Regions from separate parts of the Sus scrofa genome. Here region 2 is linked to region 1. A link is a contact called in public HiChIP or PLAC-seq data. All regions are on one chromosome and are shown on one strand. Each heading gives the region's core, a stretch centred on a gene start, on an enhancer-like site or on the middle of the called end of the contact. The rest is flanking DNA. Distances are from core to core; before and after follow the strand shown.

The links. HiChIP or PLAC-seq counts read pairs in DNA pulled down with a chosen protein or histone mark.
Region 2: a contact with region 1 is called in an H3K27ac HiChIP or PLAC-seq map of skeletal muscle, with 3 times the contacts expected there. The contact joins the promoter of IRF9 here to the promoter of CARMIL3 in region 1. A contact is called at or near these places in 2 of 5 promoter capture datasets (fetal liver and liver), 7 of 47 Hi-C or Micro-C datasets (embryonic fibroblasts, heart right ventricle, mesenteric adipose tissue and 2 more) and 2 of 2 datasets of contacts at active chromatin or transcription factors (alveolar macrophages and skeletal muscle).

The regions. Positions count from the first base shown.
Region 1 is chr7:75,236,761-75,243,822 of Sscrofa11.1, forward strand. CARMIL3 (capping protein, Arp2/3 and myosin-I linker protein 3) reads right to left here and starts at 4,483. Exons shown (of 41, transcript XM_021099222.1): 1 at 4,298-4,483; 2 at 2,762-2,856; 3 at 2,419-2,469; 4 at 2,241-2,300; 5 at 2,040-2,155; 6 at 1,729-1,826; 7 at 1,415-1,485; 8 at 1,240-1,313; 9 at 932-1,007; 10 at 763-851; 11 at 208-302. The coding sequence starts at 4,337. DHRS4 (dehydrogenase/reductase (SDR family) member 4) reads right to left here. Exons shown (of 8, transcript NM_214019.2): 8 at 5,361-5,769. The coding sequence ends at 5,655. It overlaps LOC106504467 (a long non-coding RNA gene), which reads left to right and starts at 2,881. Exons shown (of 2, transcript XR_001297957.2): 1 at 2,881-4,106; 2 at 4,305-5,219.
Region 2 is chr7:75,134,636-75,141,090 of Sscrofa11.1, forward strand. IRF9 (interferon regulatory factor 9) reads right to left here and starts at 5,006. Exons shown (of 9, transcript NM_001078670.1): 1 at 4,928-5,006; 2 at 3,720-3,900; 3 at 3,210-3,393; 4 at 2,850-2,980; 5 at 2,666-2,747; 6 at 2,216-2,287; 7 at 1,000-1,341. The coding sequence starts at 3,899.

The DNA.
Region 1 (7,062 bases), core at 3,233-5,732:
TGAGGAGAGAGAAATGGGCCCCCTGAGAGGTGGGCTTAGGGGCAGGTGGTGCAGAGTCAGACTGGGGGCTTGAGCGGATGCTGGCCTGGGTCAAGAATGGCAGAATTGGGACAGGGGCTGGCATCAGGTCGGAGAGCCGGGTTGGACTCTGGGTTGGGACAAGGGGTCTGCATTGTGGTGGGGGTAGGATTCAGGGCTGGGGCTCACCCTTGTCCTCGATGGGGTTGTGGGACAGAGTGAGGGCATGCAGCACACAGCTCCCGTTCTCCCCAAACACCCCGGCCAGCTTCTGGACAAAGTCCCTTCAGGGGAGGGGAGGAAGGATGTGTTTGTCCCAGGCCCCGGGCTTCCCCTCCTCCTCCACCTGCCTGCCTGGCTGGGGCTGCAATGCTTAGAGGCCCCCACCGGCGGGGAGCAGCTTGGGGCCTGCCAGGGAGTTTGTCACCACTCTGGAGTACCTAGGAAGTTGTGCAGAGACAAAGCCTAGCTTTGGGTCCTCCAGACCAGAGCAGCGCACTCTGCTCAGTGGTTGATGGCGGAAAAGGGGCAGGGCATATGGAGATACTGGGGAAAGCCATGGAGTTGGGGGGGCAGGAGGCTTAGGTGTGCCTTGCCTGGAGCCCTCTTGGGGCCTCAGTCTCCTCTTCTGTAAAGCGAGGAGCCGGGTGAGATAGTTCAGAGGCCCATAGCATGCACTGAGGTTCCGGGACCCTAAGAATACATCAAGGGGCCACCACTGCCCAAAGAGGAGGCTGGCCTCACGTCTTAAGCCCAGCGTTGTCCAGCACCAGCTCTTCCAGGCTCCCCGACTTGCTGAGGGTGTGTAGCACCTGTTCGAGCACTTCAGAGCCCTGAGGAGAGTGGGTCATGTGATCAGGAGCCAGAGAGGGCATGGCTCTCCCCTCCCCACCCTGCCCCTCCTAGACTCTACCAGCCGCAGGTCCTTGCAGTAGAGTTTGGTGAACCATTGGTTGTAGGCCAGGGCTGCCACCATTAGGGCCAAGTCTCTATGGGGAGATTGAAAGGGGCGGGAAAGTGGTGAACAGGTGGCTGGGGCAGAAAGAAAAGACTAAGGAAGGGATGGCTGGCCTGGGGAAAGCCTAGAGGAGTAGAAGGCAGTGGGGGTGCGGGCTGGGAGACAGAGCTGAGGTTGTGGGTGGGAATGGAAGAGAGAACCTAAAAGGGCTGGGGCTGGACAGGGGTTGGAATGGGAGGGTTGAGTAACCTCCATCTGCTTACCGGCTCTCCAAGTGGCTGAAATCCAAAAGATTGAACTCCCGGTTATCCTCGGCATGATAGATGGTGTCCACGTCCTTGGAGAGGTGGAACGGGCTCACACCTGCTCCCCTCCTCCTCCTCAGCCCCCTGCCTCTGGGTCCCGCCTGCCCACCTGCCAGGTCCCTGCCCAACGCACCCATTGCACCTCCTCACGGCAGTGCAGCCCGTTGTAGTCACACAGGGCAGCGTAGGTCTCGGAGAAGCCACCTGTGGGGCAGGAGATGGGCTGGCTCCTTGAGGGGTAAGGGGGTGGGGAACAGACTTGAAGTTTAAGGAAAGGTCAAGGTCATTGTATGTACCCGTGTCCTGGGGTCCTGCTACATTGTGAACCTCTGAGGTCCGGGAATGTGGAGTCTCAGGGGAGGCAGAGCCCTACACCCAGAGGACTCAGAGCGGGGGGCAGGGTGGGCAGGGTGTGGGCCCCACTTTCCTCACGTCTGCCCTGCTCACCACAGACACTGTGCGTGGTGGATGTGGAAGTCTCAGAGTTGGGGGATGTGTCTCGGGGCCCTTCTGGGGTGTCCGCATTTCCACGCCGGATTAGACTCCTGGAAAACGAACAAATCCATCCCAAGAGGGGGAAAGAGCCTCTCAATTCTTTCTCTGTTATAGCTTCTGGATCCCCAGGAAAAGCAGGAGCGGGGACATGAGAGCTCTTCTCCTTGGTGTCCCAGGGGCCCAGGTGCAGGGGAAGGAGGGAGGCAGGAAGGGAGGTCTCCACACTGTCGAACACCTCGAGAGACTCCTCCTTTGCCACTCACCCAGGGCCAGGGCAGACCTTGGAGAGGGCAGAGCTCACATGTCGGGTCACCTGGTCCACGCTCTCAGCTGATGGCAGCCGCAGGCTCACCATTCCACGCTCCGTCTCCACTAGGATCTAGGGGAGAGGAAGCAGTGGGGCCTCAGATGCAGGCTCCCTCCTCCTGCCAGCCCAAGGGTGAGGCCCAAGCCCTGATGCTCGCCTGGTTCTGACTGAGCGTGTTGAAGGCGCGGATCTCCAGGACATTGAAGGAGCTTTCCACCTGTGGGGAGGGGGCACGGGAATGCCCCGCTGATGGTCAGAGCCTGGCTGCCAGGCTCGGGGTGGGGGGAGGGGAGAGGTGCATGCCAGCTGCTCTCCTGCTCGTCAGCCCAACTCACCTTGGCTGGGACTTTAAGGGGGAAGATGTGGAGGCGCCAGGAGGTCAGGGCCTTCAGAGAGAGGAAACATCAGCAGCTCATAGGAGCTTCCTGGGCCCTAGTCACACTGCCCCCTTCAGCCCATGTGCACCCCTGTTGGCAGTGACCCTCTGCTCTGGAAGCTCCTCCCCATCATGCCCCACCCTAGGCTCCTGGACATCCACGGAGTCCAGCCTCCCCATGCCCCACGCTAGGTCTTTTCAGCTCTCTTCCACCTCTGTCTCCTCTGCCGCCCAGCCTCCTTGCCCTTCTCAGCCCGGGTGCCCTTGATACCACCTCCCCTCCCCCAGCCCAGTGCCCTCACCAGCACTCGGTCCTCGAACTTCTTGGGCTTCGTCTCCAGCTTCACACGGTGTTGTTGGAGCACAGCCCCTTGGCTCAGGCATCTTCGGATGCTGTCTGCAGGCGGGGGTGAGGTGGGCTGCTCAGAGCTCTCCTTACCCTGGCAACCCCCACTTACCCAAGGCGCTCCAGGGGTCAGGTGGGAGGGGAGGGGAGAGAATCAGAGAGAGGCAAAGAAGGACCGGGACTGAGACCTTTCCTTCTTGGGTGACTTTTCTTTTTTATTAGAGAGGCTGGAGGGTGTGGAGAAAACCGAGGGGGGACAGTAGCTGAGTGACACTGTGAGAGAATGTGAAGGATTTTTCTGACCCGTGTAGTCCAGCAGCTGTGGACACATCCACAGTGAGTCAGTGTGGGGAGTGTGGGGGTGTCCCTTTGACTATATTTTAGGTGGTCTGGGTGTGAGTGTCTGCCTTTTACTATGCATGTAAAGAAGATGCCAGGGAGCCCGTGTGTGGTATTGGTGGGCATGGCTAAGTGTGAATGAGTATGCTGTGCTTGCAGTTGTGAAAGGGGCATAGAGCCAGCCAGTTCTGAGTAGGGGGTAGGGAGGTAGGAAGGAGTGTTTAAATGAGTCCCAAACCCATCTGCTGGCGAAACCATCCAGATATCCCAGTATGTATGTGCATGTGTGTGTGTGTGCTGTTTCTGCAAAGATGTGTGTACACACATCTCAAGATTGTGCTTGTGTGTGTGTGGAGGTGTGGGAAATTGAAACGGTGCAGAGCATGCCTCTGAGTATCCTTGAGCGTCCTGGTCTCTGCGTGGGCTAGCCTGTGCTCCCGCCTCTGGGGGTCAGGGTTGTGGCAGAGCTAGGGGATCGGCCCTTGGTTTGGACCAAGTCTAAGAACTGCTGCAAGGCAGGAGAGGCCTTGAGGTGTTGGGTGAGGGGGGTAGAGAGAAGAGGGCAGGCTGGGACCGGGGCCGTGGTAGGAGAGCTGCAGAGACCCTCCTCTTGGTTTTTGCTCCAATTCGGGCCCTCTTTCCTGACTCCCTTCTTTGCCCCACTGGCCGGGGTGCAGAGACGGGCTGCCATGGGGCTCTCCGGAGCCAGTTCCGGGGCGGGGCCCAGAGGAGGAAGGGTGTTGAGCCCAGAGGCGGTCAGGACCTGGGGCAGCTCCCATCACCCGGCGGGGCGGGCCTGGCCCCGCCCGGCGGGGAAACGGGGACTCTCTGGAGGAGAGACTGGATGCTTCGCCGAGGGTTGGGCCAGGATTGCTGAGAGTCAGCCCCAGGGAGCGTAAAGGGACTGCATCTGTCACTGAAGATCGGGACGGGAGGCTCTGGGACAGGAAGGTCCTGACAGGGTGAGAAGAGGGGGCCAGCGGAGGATGCTCTGGGGACAGCGATACCCCGAGCTGGGATGCAGGGGCAGGGGGGTGCCTTGGAATGGGGATGCATGAGGGGCGGGAGGCACCGGGGTGTACCGCGGAGAGGAACGCACTGGGTCTGGGAGGCTCCCGGACGGGGCGTCCCGGAGACCACCGCAGCCTCGTACCTTGCAGCTCGCGGGTGAGCTCCGCGCTGGACTTGGCCATGGCGGCCGTTGCTGCCGGTGTTGCTGCAGAGGAGCCGCTGCCGCCGCTGCCGCCGCCGGGGAGCCGCGGCACATGCTAGACCCGGCTCCGGCAGGGCCCCGGCGCTGAGCGCTGCAGCAGCCGCGGAGCCCGCTCCTGTCAGGGGCGGCTGCGCGAGCGCTCCTCCCCCCGCCTCGGAGCGCCGGGTCTCCCGCCCCTCCCGGAGAGGTGCCAGACTGAGCATGCGCGCCGCGCCTCGGAGCCGCGTGAGACCCCGCGCGCGCTCGCGCCCACCCCTCCCGCCGGCCCCCGCGTGCGACGCCCTGTGCTTGTCTCCTGGAGCCCGGGTCATCTCCCAGGCGGGGGGCAGGGTCCCCACTTTTCGTGTCACCCCACTCCTCGGGCACTGTGAGCAGAACCCATTTCTTTTGTTTGTAGCTCTGTGTACCCCTTGCCGGGTCATTCTTGCAAGGCTCCTCCCTTTTCATTTCTTGCTCGGGACCCGTCCAGGTTGTCCTTGCTGAACCGCGAAGGAAGGAACTCGCGGCTGAGGGCAATGTTGGGAGAGGACCTGGCCGGATCTAGAGCAGTTTATCCTTCTTTTCCCGCTTGCCCAGCCTTGGGGATCCCTGCGGCGTCCTTGGCACCGTCCCCGCGGGTGTGCGGCCGAGAGTAGCACCTGGGAATTCCCGCGCCACCTCCTCCCTGCTGGCAGCTCTGCAAACACCTCCATCCCCATCCCGGAGCCTTACGCTCAGGTCCTGGAGACAGGGAGGAAGGCTAAGGGGATGCAGACTTGGGATCCAGGAGAACCTTAAGGGCATCCCGTCCACTCAAATTTAGGCTCTCTGCTTGGCTAACACACCTATGCACCCTACGCTGAAAAATGAACATTGATTCAAACCACTGTGATCATTTGCATTTTCTTTGCACTAGATTTGCACGTCGTTGATTTCTAACCCTGTTCCCTCCAATCCAGGTTTCCTTCTCCCATATCCCTCAAATTACCCTGATGCCCAGAAAAAAAAAAAAAAAAAAAAAAAATTAGTTGATCTTTGCTAAGGTAGACTCAGCCCTCTGAGCAGGTCTACCTTGTGCTCTCAGGGGAGGTCTTTATTGAAGGCTACAGCAACAGGGAAAATCCTCATTAGACCACAGCTTGACAGCAGAGGACAAGGACGCTGGCTCTTTTCACAGGGCAGAACTGATTTGGGGGGGGTGGGTAGGGGTTATGGTGTATTGTGAGCAGAATGCTAGGCAGAGGTGGGAAACCAGTTGATGAATGCTGGAACAGGAGCTGGAGCCCAATCTCTGCCCTGGTGGATGCTCTCCAGGTCCTCAGAGGCGGGATGCGGTCCCTCCACCCACTACCACTGTCTCCCCAGTGATGTAGCTGGCATCTTCAGAGCATAGGAAAGACACGATGCCCGCACAGTCCTCTGGATTGCCTAACCTGGGGAGGAGAAGAAACAGAAAGGGAGTAAAAATCAAACAGGGAAAGAAATCTGCTTAATCAAAAAGCATCAGATGATTTTTCAGGACCAGTGTACTGTCCATCAAATAGGGTTACCATGAAGAAAAGGTAACTATAAGCATTAACACTGTACTTTGCAAAAGCCACCACACATTACATTCATGTAAAATAGAGACACTTTGTTTTTTTGTTCTTTTTTATTTTTTGCTTTTTAGGGCTGCACCTGCAGCATATGGAAGGTCTCCTGGCTAGGGGTCGAATCAGAGCTATAGCTGCTGGCCTATGCCACAGCCACAGCAATGCAGGATCCGAGCTGTGGCTGTGACCTACACCACAGCTCATGGCAATGCCAGATTCTTGACCCACTGAGTGAGACCAGGGATCAAACCTGCATCCTCATGGTTGGTTTCATTACTGCTGAGCCACAGTGGGAACCCTGAGACACTGTTTTTTACTGAACTCAGGACACCAAAATCTAAAGTTACATAGATAAACCGATGAGCAGCTATTTCATTCTTCAAAGAATTTGTTTCACATGTGTGCATACTATTCAAGTGCCAAGGAGTCTGTGAGACAGTAAATGATTTGTTTAAAAATGACTCCATTTGTACAGCTTCAATTCACAGACAACTTTTTCAGGAACCTGTTTCTGTCACTTAAAGTCATTTTGAGAGATTGCGCTAATTCTCAGTGTTTGTATCAGTGATTACATAGTTAGGGAACACTCTAACTACCATAGAATGCTCTAGAGGTGGGTAGAATGGGTACCTCAAACCTAAAAGGCCTGGACTAGTGGGTTTCCACTCTGACTGCACAATGTAGTCATCTGGGAGGTTTACCTTCTCCCTCTCCACCTGCCCTTGCCCCTTAAAGATGCCTAGGTCCTACCTTAGGCCAGTTAAAAAAAGAATCTCTGGGAGTGGGGCTTGAGTATTTGTGTTTTTACAGGCACCTCAGCTGATTTGAATTTGCATCCAAGACTGAGGAGCCTGGGGCCAGATCATTCACTGCGGCTGGAGCATGACAATAATGAGTTGTGAACCAGGCCTTGGAGCTCCTGCCTCACAGCAGAACGGCTTTGGGGGCACTTGAGGGGGTCTCCCTCCTCAAGTAGGCATTGCTGGTATGTGTCCTTGAGGGGACAAGGTAGAGGAGCTAAAGACAAGAGAGTTCTCAGAAGCCAGAAGCTGGAGAGAGTCAGGGAGCCAGAGAAAGGTGCCCAAAATTCAGCTAATCCTTTGGGGAAGAGGCTAGTTTTCTTAGGCAACGGGA
Region 2 (6,455 bases), core at 3,756-6,255, 100 kb before region 1:
TCCTGCACGTAGCCCTGGGGACACTCACGCTCTGTGTCCTGGCTTCCCTTCCAAGGTCCGAGTGAGAGTTGAACAGAGGCAGGAAGTGAATTCTTTTTTTTTTTTTTTTTTTTTTTTTTTTTGCTTTTTAGAGCCGCACCTGTGGCATGTGGAAGTTCCCAGGCTAGGAGTCTAATCGGAGCTACAGCTGCCGGCCTACACCAGAGCCACAGCAATGCAGGATCCGAGCTGCATCTGCAACCTACACCACAGCTCACAGCAATGCCGGATCCTTGACCCACTGAGAAAGGCCAGGGATTGAACCCGAAACATCACGGTTCCTCGTCGGATTGTTTCCGCTGCTCCACAACGGGAACTTCTTTTTTTGGTGTTTTTGTCTTTCTAGGGCTGCACCCTTGGCGTATGGAGGTTCCCAGGCTAGGGGTCAAATCGGCGCTGTGGCTGCCAGCCTACGCCACAGCAACGCTGGATCCTTAACCCACTGAGCGAGGCCAGGGATCGAACCCACAACCTCATGGTTCCTAGTCGGATTTGTTAACCACTCAGCCATGACAGGAACTTTGGGAAGTAGAATTCTAAACATTGCTGGGAGGGGGAACCTGAGTAATGCTGGGGTGGCAGCCAGGACATGTAATCTGCACCTGCTCTCATGACTGTGTGGACAGTTGTGTGTGCAAGTGTGTTGGGCAGGGGTGGGGGTCCACGAGGTACACTTTCACGAGGTGCACCTTCCCATTACTGCACGCGTCTATGTGGTGGTGCTCCTGAGATGTGACACGCTGCTGCTGGGCTCCACCTGGGCCTCACCTTCCACCACCTTGGCTGGGGAAGGAGGACTAACAGGGCTAAGCACAGGGACGTGCCCAGTGCAAGCACAGGGGTGCCATGCCTCGGCTGTGACAGAGGATCTGCTAGAGAGAGTGCAGGGTGGGGGCCCAGCCGACGGGGGGAGGAGGGGCGGGGGAAGGGGCTCAAGCGCCTTGGCTGGAGCAGCCTCACCTCTGCAGAAGTAGGTGGTTCTGAAGAGCTCCACGCACTCGTTGCTGGGCAGCAGATGCGGGCCTGGACCAGGGGGAGCCTGGGGCGCGTTCCAGGAGATGGGGACGGGGCAAAGGCGCTGCACGAACAGGCCTCGGGAGTTGCTGGCCACCAGGACACCTCTCTTGAGCTGGCTCAGTAGGCGCTGGGTGGGCTCTCGTGGGCCGGGTTTGGGAAAGATCACCTGCTCTATGCTGCACTGGGAGCCAGACGGCTCGGCCACAAGGCGACAGTCCAGGCTCTGCACCTGGGCCTCGCCCACCACATGCCCGTCGTAGATGAAGGTGAGCAGCAGCGAGTAGTCTGAGGACAGAGGAAAGGCCGCTGCACAGGTGCCCCATCCTGGGGGCCCACTGGTCAGTGGCCAGCAGGAGCCTCTGAGGAAACGAATAGGGGCTCCTTGTAAATCCAACACCCTTGAGAGTTCCCGTCGTGGCTCAGAAGAAACTAATCTGACTCATATCCATGAGGACACAGGTTCGATCCCTGGCCTCGCTCAGCAGGTTAACGATCCAGCAAAGAGCTGTGGTGCAGGTCAAAGATGCAGCTCGGATACTGTGTTGCTGTGGTTGTGTCATAGGCCGGCAGCTACAGCTCCAATTTGACCCCAAGCCTGGAAACCTCCATATGCCATGGCTGTGGCCCTAAAAACACCAAAAAAAAAAAAAAAAAAAAAAATAATAATAATACAACACCCTCGTGTGCCAACAGGAATGTGAGCCTCAGAGAGGGAAACCAAATGAGGGCTGGTGAGGACCAGGTGGGCAGCGGGGTGGGGGCAGCGGCGGCACCTTCCGAGATTAGAGAAGGTGCCCTCTCTCATTATCTACACAGCCCAGCCCTCTGCAGCCAGGGGCTTCCTGTCAGACTTTCCTGTCACTCAGGAGAATAACTAATCCACAGATTCCCACTGAGGCCTCGGGGCTGAATGCCCAGGCTCTTAAGAGTTTATAAGAAGGTCCCAAAAATTGGGTCTCTACTTAGTCCACAGAATCTCAAAGTAGATTCCAGGAAACAGAGTGCATAATTTTTGAGAAATTAGTTGTCTGGAGTCTGGTCAGGGGCAGGGCTGAGACACCAGTGCCGCAAGCCCCGACAGATTAGACAATGCGCGCACGGCCACAGGAAGAGGACGTCAGGGGACAGAGAGCAGGGGCGAGTCAGAAATACCAAGTACCTGAATTTGGAGGGAGTAGATGCTCCAGGGACACTTGATCTCCTTGGAAAGGGGCCTCAGTGGTAACCCTACCTAGAAGGGAAGAAGAGGCACTGGTGATTCAGAGCGGAGTGGGAGGGAGTTCCTGTTGTGGCGCAGTGGAAGCAAATCCGGCTAGTATCCGTGAGGATTTGGGTTCGATCCCTGGCCTCACTCAGTGGGTTAAAGATCCGGTGTTGCCGTGAGTGGTGGTGAAGGTTGTAGATGCGGCCTGGATCCTGTGTTGCTGTGCCTGTAGTGCAGGCCAGTGGCTACCGCTCCGATTTGACCCCTAGTCTGGGAACCTCCATATGCTGCGGGTGTGGCTCTTAAAAAAAAAAAAGCAAACAAACTGAGCGGACTGGAGGAGTCGAGTCCAAGGTCCAGGGGATGTGGCATGGAGGATGACAAAAGAGGCAGGGCAGGTGGTACCTTCCGGAGACTCAGGGCTGTTGCTGCTGCTGCTGCTCCCCAAGTCTGAATGGCCTGCTCCCCCATTGGTCTCTGCCAACTCCTGTAGATACAGTCGGTACAGTTTCTATCACTGGTGCACCTCTCCCCTAGTTACTGTCCTACCCTTAGTGTCCCCACCCCCAGTTCCCTCCTGAACTCTCACATTTTTGAAGGGGTCCTGGAGGATGGAGGGGCTGAGTGTGCAGTTCTTTGTGGTAACCTCGTCCTCCTCCTTCTCACAGGTCACAGAACTGTGGCGTCGCTTTGATGGTAATTTCTGGCTTCCTGGCTGAGCTGTAGAACATTGATGGGGAGAGAAAGGTCAGAACCTTAAGTGGGCAGAGGGGAGGGGAGACAGAAGGCAGTGAAAGGATGGGCAGGAAGGGGCAAGTGCCTGAGTTACAGCTCCCCAGGGACAGGGCAGAACTCTGACCCGGCGCTCCCCCGTCCCAGGAGGCGCAGAGCTTCATCTCTGCTCCCCCCATCTGCCGATCCTAGGCATGGCGGGGCCGGGGCCACCCACCGGGGAGGGTGCCTGGTGGCAGCAGCCGGTACACCTTGTAGGGCTCGGCCCCATCCCTGTGGCCATTCTCAGGAACCTCCTCAAACTCAGTACTCTTGTTGAGGGCACAGCGCAGACGAGTCTTCCAGATGGCAGGGCCTTCGGAGTCCCCTTCCTTGTACTTTCCCTTAAATATCGCCCAGGCCTAGGAAACAGCAGAAGTAAAGAGAAGGCAGCCTGTTACAGACCCCTGCTGACCCTCTACCAGGCTGGCTTCATGGATGGACGTGTGGCCTGAGAGCGCGCGCACACAACGGCCCGTACTAGGCTTATGCTCCGTTGTTGCTGTCTTGAGACGCTGGCTGAGTTTTGCATTTTCATTTTGCACTGGCCTCTGATAATTACGTAGCCGATCCTACGCTTCATCTCCCCTTTATCTGAAACCCAGGCGGACACAACGCCTCGAGGGGGAGAGCGCCAGTGTATATACTCCGTCCCTCCCTCTGAGGGGCCGGTTTCCAGGCCCTTCACCTTGAAGAAGGCTGCATCCTGATCCTCCCGGAAATCCTGCTTGCCCGCATGCTTCCAGGGAATCCGGAACATGGTCTTGGCGTCGTCGTCCCAGCACACTCCTGGGAACTGCCCGCTCTCCACTTGCTCCACCACCCAGTTCCGGAGCTTTCGGGTGCAGCGAGCCCTGCCTGAAGCCATCCTGGGGATAAGATCAGTGGGAAGCTGTCACTGGACATTTTGGGAAGAGTGAGATCCTCGCCAGAGGGACTGGATTCTGGCAAAGGGCTGCCAGAGACCCCCTCTGTCTTTTGTCTCTGGACATATCTCAGAATTCTGAGGCTGAATTGTTTTGTTTCTGTCATCACTAGCAATCACCGGAAATACTTTAACATCCCAAGATGTAGCATCTGGAGTTCCTGTTGTGGCGCAGTGGTTAACAAATCCGACTAGGAACCATGAGGTTGCAGGTTCGATCCCTGGCCTTGCTCAGTGAGTTAAGGATCCAGCGTTGCCGTGAGCTGTGGTGTAGGTCGCAGACGCAGCTCGGATCCCACGCTGCTGTGGCTCTGGCTGTGGCCGGTGGATACAGCTCTGATTAGACCCCTAGCCTGGGAACCTCCATGAGCCTCGGAAACGGCCTTAGAAAAGGCAAAAAGACAAACAAACAGGCAAACTACCAAGATGTAGCATCTGGAAGGCAACAGGAATTGGTCTTAAGACTTTTTAGGAATCTATTGTTTGGAAGGAAAATGCCCTGGTGTCCTGCTCCCAGTGAGAGAGCTTGACACCCCCAAGCATTTGCAGATACAGCAGCTGCTTGAGATGCCTCATCAACCCTCTTCACCCACCATCCCCACAACTTATCCTTTGATGCCCCCTAACCCTCCCCCCTGCTTGTCCCAGGGGTAGGTGGGGCAGAGAGAGGGGGCAGAGCTGGGGCGGAAGTGGGCAGGGCCAGAAGGCAGCAAAACAATCGGGGATGGGGCAATGCCTTCTTCCCTCAAGAACCCGGTAGTAGGTCCTCCTGTCCTTTGCCAACAGATAAGGTGTGGGACACCGGCCCCTGACCAGTCTTTCACTCAAGCCAAACTTCCAGCTCCCTGGTTCACAAGCCTTCTGGTATTCCTCTGTCTAGCAGGGGGGTCCCTAGGAGCCCCCACCCACCACCTCCCGCAGGGCTTCCCCGACCTTGACCCAGGCTGACAGCCGTTTTTGGTTAATCTTACCTGAGCTGCTGTGCAGGCTGTCCCAGGGCTCAGCCGACCACAGCTCAGCTCCCGGCTAGGCAGCTTCTGGATTTCTCCGCCCCTTTCTACAGTCCCCACCCTAAGTTTCAGTTCTCCTTCAGGGAGGTCCGTTTCCCCGAAATCACGTGGTCTCCGAGTTGCAGGGCAACTGGTTGCCACTAGGGGGAAGCAGCAGCTGAGATGCTTATGGTTGGCCCGCTGGGCCTCATTCCCTTTCCTCCCTCAGGACACTTCTTGCTCGGATCCCACCATCTCTGTGACACAGCTGCTTCCCCAGGGAGGCTGCAGTATCCTGGAGTCTGGCCTGGGGCCGCTGGTTAGCTCTGTACTACTTGGGCATCTGCCTTCCCCTACAGTGCCTGCTTGCTACCTACTAGGTGAGCCCACACATCAGCTGGATTTGGTGAAAGCAAGGAGGCAGGGAAAGAGAAGCTCAGGCCAGGGGGCTGGATGCGGAGGGCCTCCCCTGGCCAGCCGCGAGGCCAGTTCCTTCTTGGCCTGAGTCCAGAGTGGGCTGGTCAGCGGGCTGAGGGAGCCCTTTTGGCAAAGCTCTGTTCACCACCCCCCCTTCCCTGGTGCCCCCAGATGGTGGGGTCAGGAAGAAGGACCACCAAGAAGCCTGGGCAAGGAAATGCCTCTTTATTAGTGCTGGAGCTGCTCCTGAGGAAGTCGGACCAAGGGACCCTCGCCCTCAGCTACTTCCTCCTGCGGGGGATACTCTGTCCCAAGGGCACCTCTTCTATCAGCTTCTGCAGAAGGAGAGAGAAGATGATGAAACGAAGCACAGGGCTCAGACACAGGCAGGACAGGGGATTTCTAGGGAGTGGGCTCAGGGGCCAGGCCGGGGGAAGGCTTTACCTGCAATAAGCGTGCGTGATAGGTTGGGGGATCCTCCCCAGGCAGCGGCTGGGGGTGCATGTGCAGGTAGCGCTCGGCAGCTGTCTCCAGCTCCTCCACCTCATACAGGGTGGCTGGGTCCAGAGAGTGGGCATTGATGAGGCTCACAAGATATTCTTTGTAGTGTGCCCTGGGGAGATGATAGAGCGAAATATTTGTTCTTCTGTTTGGCTGATCCTCGGATGAACAAGACCGACACCCCTCACCCGTGGCTCGGTAGGCGCTTGCCAACCTGCGCCCACTGCCTGCTACTACCTCTCTTTGCCTCTTGCCTGGAAGGGCCCCATCTCCCACTCCTTGCAGGACCTACTGATCCCAGAGACCCAGTCCCTCTGTCTCCCCCCCACTGCCATGCTTCATGCCCTGCCTGCCACTCACTGGCAGAGGCCAGCATAGCCAGCAGGAGTCTCCTTGCCACAGGCTTCGTCCCGGAAGCCATTGGGCACCTCCTTCTGCTCCATCACTCGGCAGCCACCTAGGGGTAAGGGAAGGAAGGGACTCTGTCAGGGGGAGGAAGGCCATGGACCACAAAGCCCCAAGAGAGCTGGGATATGACAGAGGCATGGGAGGCAGCCTCCAGGGAGGGAACACAGAGATGCCATCATGCAGA